Linked DNA regions of Mus musculus: region 2 is linked to region 1. A link is a contact called in public HiChIP or PLAC-seq data. All regions are on one chromosome and are shown on one strand. Each heading gives the region's core, a stretch centred on a gene start, on an enhancer-like site or on the middle of the called end of the contact. The rest is flanking DNA. Distances are from core to core; before and after follow the strand shown. Region 1 overlaps Cyth1 (cytohesin 1). Region 2 overlaps Dnah17 (dynein, axonemal, heavy chain 17).

Region 1 (2,560 bases), core at 30-2,529:
TTCTGGAGGACATCAGCCCCGGCTATTCTTTCTGATGGTGGCCACAGTGAAGCTGCACACTGCACTGGGTAGTGTCCCCTTCCTGGTTTCTGATGCAGCACATCAAGATGTTCTTTTCTGCATATTTTTGATGCTGCTTATGAGACACATTCACAGATGAAAGTAGAGAACAGTAGCAGGCAATCTGATCCTGCCCAGTGACAACCACTGAGGGTGGTATGGGTTTGGTCTGGCTTCTTCTGCATGCAATGTACGTTATATTATATGTGTCTTTCATGCCACACACATATATGTATACACACTACAACGTTAGTAACTTTTTGCATTCCGTTTATAAACACTTCATTTTTACTTTGTGTGTATTTGCAAGTGTGTGTATTTACAGGTGTATTCACAGGTATATGCATCAAGTATTTCCTCAGTTGCCCCCCCCCCTTTCTCTCCTCTATCTATCTTGGAGACAGGATCTCTCTACATAGTTCTGGCTGTCTTGGAACTAACTCTGTAGACTAGGCTGGCCTCGAACTCACAGAAATCTGCCTGCCTCTGCCTCCCAAGTGCTGGCACTAAGGGTGTGTGCTACCATGCCCAGTTCTTCACCTGATTTTTGGGAGTGGGTTTCTCAGTTGGAGATCATTCAGCTAGACTTGCTGGCCAGAAAGCCCCTGGAACCCTCCTGTCTCCACCTCCTCCAGCAATGGAATTACACATCCGACTTTTACAGGGGAGTGGGGATGGGACTCAGAGTGTCATGTTTATATGACACTTTACCAGTTGATCCATCCCCTAGCCTGATTTTCTCCGGCACTATAAAGGGTGTCATGTGTTTTCACTGCTCACAGCCTGTAACTTTGAAGCAGGGTCCAGTCTCAGGGCCCTGTGCACATGCTCAGCACTCAGCTCTAGTTCTCCCCAACTCTCTTACAAGAAGACTTGCTTGATCCAGAAAAGCTTCCCTGTGTTCCTGGAGTGGACTGTGAGGCTCCTTAGCAAGCTGTCGGTAACAATACAAGTAATACCATGACATCACTGGGTGGTGTCCTAGTTTCATTTCTGTTAATGTGACAAATGCCCTGGTTAAATACAACTCTGGGGAGAACGGGTTTGTTTGGCTTAAAATTCCAGGACACAGTCCTTCAATGCAGGGCAACCAAGGCAGGAGCTTTAAGCAGTGAGTCACAGTCAAAAACTGAGAGAAATGAGTATACCCATGCCGTCTGCTTACTTAGTTTGTCTTAGTTAGCTTTAGGGCCCAGCCCATGAAATGGTGAGCTCACAGTGGTCTATGAACTCTTACATCAATCAACAGCCAACCAAGGAATCCCCACAGACATGCCCAGAGGCCAGTATGATCTAGCAAGTTCTCAATTCACTCCCTTCCCAGATGACTGTACTTGTGTCGGGTTGACAGTTAAATCTAGGCAGTACTGGTGGCTTTCACTAAGTCTGCTCTCTGTGCCTCGCTGCTGTGGCCTGCCTTGTCTTGTCCTGAAACCCTCTGTGGGGAGAGTGTCTTCCTCAACTTTTGCCCTTGAAGAATCCTGTATCAATGCACTCAGCTGCATTCAAAACCCGTCTAGTGATCCAAACCCCATCTCTACCTCTGGCATTAGATCTGATTCCCAGATGATCTTGACTCGGGAAGGACAGGTCACTCCTGTTTCTTATCTCCTGGCAGTGGGACAGTACGTGTCTGGATTCCTAGAGTTTGATGTGTCCAGCCCGGTCCACAATGAACTGCACTGACGGGTGGGGACATTCCCAGGACTGATCTCTGCACTGGCCTCACTGCCATCAAGGCTGCCTTTCCAGAAGCACGAGAGCACTTCTGTTCATGAGCTACTGTCCACACCTTGGGGGTTGTTTTCCTACTGACTGCCATCCTTCCTACTGGTTTGTAGAACTGAACAGACTATTTAAAACATGTAATGCAATCTGCAACTTATTTTTAACTCCAATTCTACCTTCGGTTTTACACATCTTTTTAAAAAACAATCAAACCTATAATCTTTCCTTTCTACCATTTCCCCCAATAATGGTCCCTGAGCACAGTGGATGTGGACTGCAGAGACATCAAGGACTAAAAGGACATAGTGTTTCCCCTGTGTGGGCTGAGGCAGACTCTGGGCCACTCTTGGACATGTGCTCTGGGGGTCTGAAGAGTATGGGACTCAGTGGGGAGCTAGAAGGACTATAAGGAGGGGGTTAGAGGGCAGAGGCCTTTGGAGGGCTGTTGGAGGCCTTGGGCTGTTTCAAGGACAGCAGTTTCTGTTCTGGGTGAGATGAATGTCCACGTTCTAGGCAGATCAGAGACACCTGTCTTCCTTTGTGACATACCACCCTGGGTGCGGGTAACCAGGGCAGATGCCATATGACCTGAGAAGCTGCTATGAGAGATGGGCAGCTAAGCAATAAAAGGCTCAAATACCTACTCTATTTATGTCTAAGGTAGTGCCAGGGCCTACTGATGCACTTCAAATGAGGCATGAAGAGTCAAGGCCTGAGAAGGTTAAAAATATGAACTCCATCTTCTGAGCACAGGCCACAGGTTGGCCCCACA
Region 2 (2,560 bases), core at 46-2,545, 170 kb before region 1:
TTCTAGCTCCTTTAGCACAATCTTGAACTCATTCTGAGATTTGGTGAGGTTTGCCTACAAGGAGCAGTGGGGGGCCCCCAGGGACCAGAGCAACAGTCAGCTGGGCCCCAGTCTAACCTCTGCTGCCAGGTCAGCCCTGCAGCAGGAGAAATGACACCCAGCATGTAGGGTGCCCACGGTGGTGCCAACCTCCACGCCAGGCTGCCAGGCCTCATGCTGTGGAGACTGAGAGCCATTGTGTGTGTGACTGAGGCAGAGCTGAGGAAGTGGCCGGTACAGTTGGCCACACTTTGTGTGTGCATGTGTGTTCATGCTTGCAGCCATGCATGTGTGCATGTCTATGTGCGAAGGGCAGAGCATCAGACTCAGTTCGCCTTGTTCACTCATTAGGCTAGACTGTCTGGCCGGCAAGTCCCAGAGGCCCTCCTGAGTCCACAGCTTGAGCGCCCCAACCCTGGGACTGCAAGTACATGACAGCCTTTTCTGGGTTCAGGGGTGAGGGGTCACACTCAGTCCTCAGACTATGCCTCAAGCATATTATTGTGTGAGCTATGTCCTCAGCCCAGAACCCTATGTTTTTTTGTGCTGCCAAGGGTTGAAACAAGAGTTTTAATGTGCTAGACAAAGGCTCTGCTACAGAGTCCCAGCCAGCCAGGCATAAAGCCGCTCTGGGGACCATCTTTGATCTTCTGGGCCATCTGAGGGCACTGAGCCCCTGGCATAAATGTAAGGGCTGCTGGTTTAGAACTGAGTTTGGGGCAGGAGGAAGGACTGGTGTCCTTGGCTGAGGTCCCACCTGGCCCATTTCTTGTGTCTGTCAGAGGCAGTCACCTTGAGTTGTTCCAGATCCGGACGCTCTTTGGCCACCACAGCGGCCAGGAGCTGGTCCTCCAGCCCGTCTCTGGTGACCAGGAAGTTGATGAGCGTGCACTGGGCCTGCATCTCGGGCTTGTAGTGCGGGTTGAAGTACTTGGTGTGTAGGATCAGGCGGAAACTGGGGTGGTACTCCACCTCCTTGTCGCCGATCTTAATGAACCTGGCGGGTGAGGAGGAGAGGCGGGCAAAGCTTAGCCACAGGGCCACTGCAGCCCAGCTTGGTGGTTCACCCATGCCTGCCTCCTGTAACCTCCTTGACTGACAAAGAGCTCTGGGGGGTGGGATGGGGAGAGCAAGTGGCCCCCCCCGGAGGCCGTGCCTGTCCTTTCCTCTGGTGGCTACTTTGTCTGCCCAGGGGCGTTCACGTGCCTGGATGGAGGCACTGCTAGCTCCAGCTCCTCCTACCGTCGGTGCCAAGCACCAGTGTGTGCCGATGATGGCCATCTGCCAAGCAGCCCTGCAGCTGCCTGTGGGCCACTCCTCCCAGGCTCCAATCCCCTTCTGTCCTGGTTGAGTTCACCTCTCTCCCCTGACCTCCAACCCCCTTCAGTCTTGAGAATCAGCATTCATGGGGGGAGGGGGGGTTTGTCAGAGTCCAAGACATCAGGATGTTTATACGGAACATCACCCTGGTCCTGGGCTTCTGTGTAGCCCCAGCTCCGGCAGGTGGCTCCTATCTGCTCTAAAAGTTGATTTACTCCCTCTGTATTATAAAAACAACTAAACGAGGTAGGTCTAGTCACTGGAAGGTCCAGGCAACGGAAGGTTACTCAGGTGAAAAAAGGAACGTCCGTCGTACTGAGAGATACTAGGGTGTGGGTGTGGAGGACCCCTGCTAATGTGAGGCTAAATACAAAGATCCAGACACGAAACAATGTGCCATCAGCGTCTGCAGCCAGCAAAGCCACAGAGTCAGAAGCATGCTTAGTCAGTGTGGGGCTTTCCTGTGGGATGATTAAAACTGGGGACAAGACAGAGGTCGGGGTTATACAGCACGGCAGATGTGCTGACAGCCACTGAAACGCCACTTTACTGTAGTGTTCCTTACACTTAAAATGGAGTGGGGGGCAAAAGAAGGCTCAGTGGGTAAAGGGGCTTTCTGCCAAGCTTGGCACCCTGAATTCAGTCCCTGGGACTCACATGGTAGGAGAAGACAACCAACACCCATATGCTGACCTTTGACCTACGGTCCTGTGGCACGCACGTGTACACAAACCCACAAACCATGTGAATAGTTGCGTGCAAAAATGTTTTGAAAAACTGAAAAGGGAGGCCACACCCCTCCCCAGAGCTGTTGGCAGCTAATGGCTACTCGGGGAACAGGGTGGGCTTGGGGGGGGGTGGGAAGAGGTGTCATTTTCTTCAGTGTCTTGGTCACTGCTCAGCTGCCCATGCTCCAGTTAATGACCTGTGCTCAAGCAAGCAGCCCTAATTAAACTCAGTGGGCCGTTAAAACAAAGGGCGTACAGTAGGGCTGGAGAAGCGGCTCAGCAGTTAAAAGCACTTGTGTTTTTCCAGAGGACCTGGGTTCAGTTCCCAGCATCCACAGGGTGGCTCAGAAATGTCTGTGACTTCAGTTCCAGGGGGCCTATTTGCCCTCTTCTGGCCTTTACAGGTACTAGGCACAAACATGGTGCACAGACATGTGTGTGTGTGTGTGTGTGTGTGTGTGTGTGTGTGTGTG

Evidence for each region. HiChIP or PLAC-seq counts read pairs in DNA pulled down with a chosen protein or histone mark.
Region 2: a FOXA1 HiChIP or PLAC-seq map of pancreatic cancer cells shows a contact between it and region 1. The contact joins two enhancer-like sites. A contact is called at or near these places in 3 of 484 Hi-C or Micro-C datasets (3T3-L1-derived adipocytes, the N1E-115 cell line and embryonic stem cells), 3 of 115 datasets of contacts at active chromatin or transcription factors (embryonic hindbrain, oligodendrocyte precursor cells and pancreatic cancer cells) and 2 of 9 other capture datasets (adipose tissue and pancreatic islet).

The regions. Positions count from the first base shown.
Region 1 is chr11:118,214,957-118,217,516 of GRCm38.p6, forward strand. All of the region lies in intron 1 of Cyth1 (cytohesin 1), which reads right to left. Among named protein-coding and RNA genes, the nearest start is that of Cyth1, 32 kb to the right of the region's middle. Within about 2 kb of position 1,280, at least 91 of the 459 cell types and tissues checked have an H3K27ac peak or open chromatin away from gene starts, as enhancers often do. A contact at or near this core is called in pancreatic cancer cells, where this site is marked.
Region 2 is chr11:118,042,191-118,044,750 of GRCm38.p6, forward strand. Dnah17 (dynein, axonemal, heavy chain 17) reads right to left here. Exons shown (of 81, transcript NM_001167746.1): 66 at 832-1,036; 67 at 1-54. Among named protein-coding and RNA genes, the nearest start is that of Mir6933, 41 kb to the left of the region's middle. Within about 2 kb of position 1,296, at least 28 of the 459 cell types and tissues checked have an H3K27ac peak or open chromatin away from gene starts, as enhancers often do. A contact at or near this core is called in pancreatic cancer cells, where this site is marked.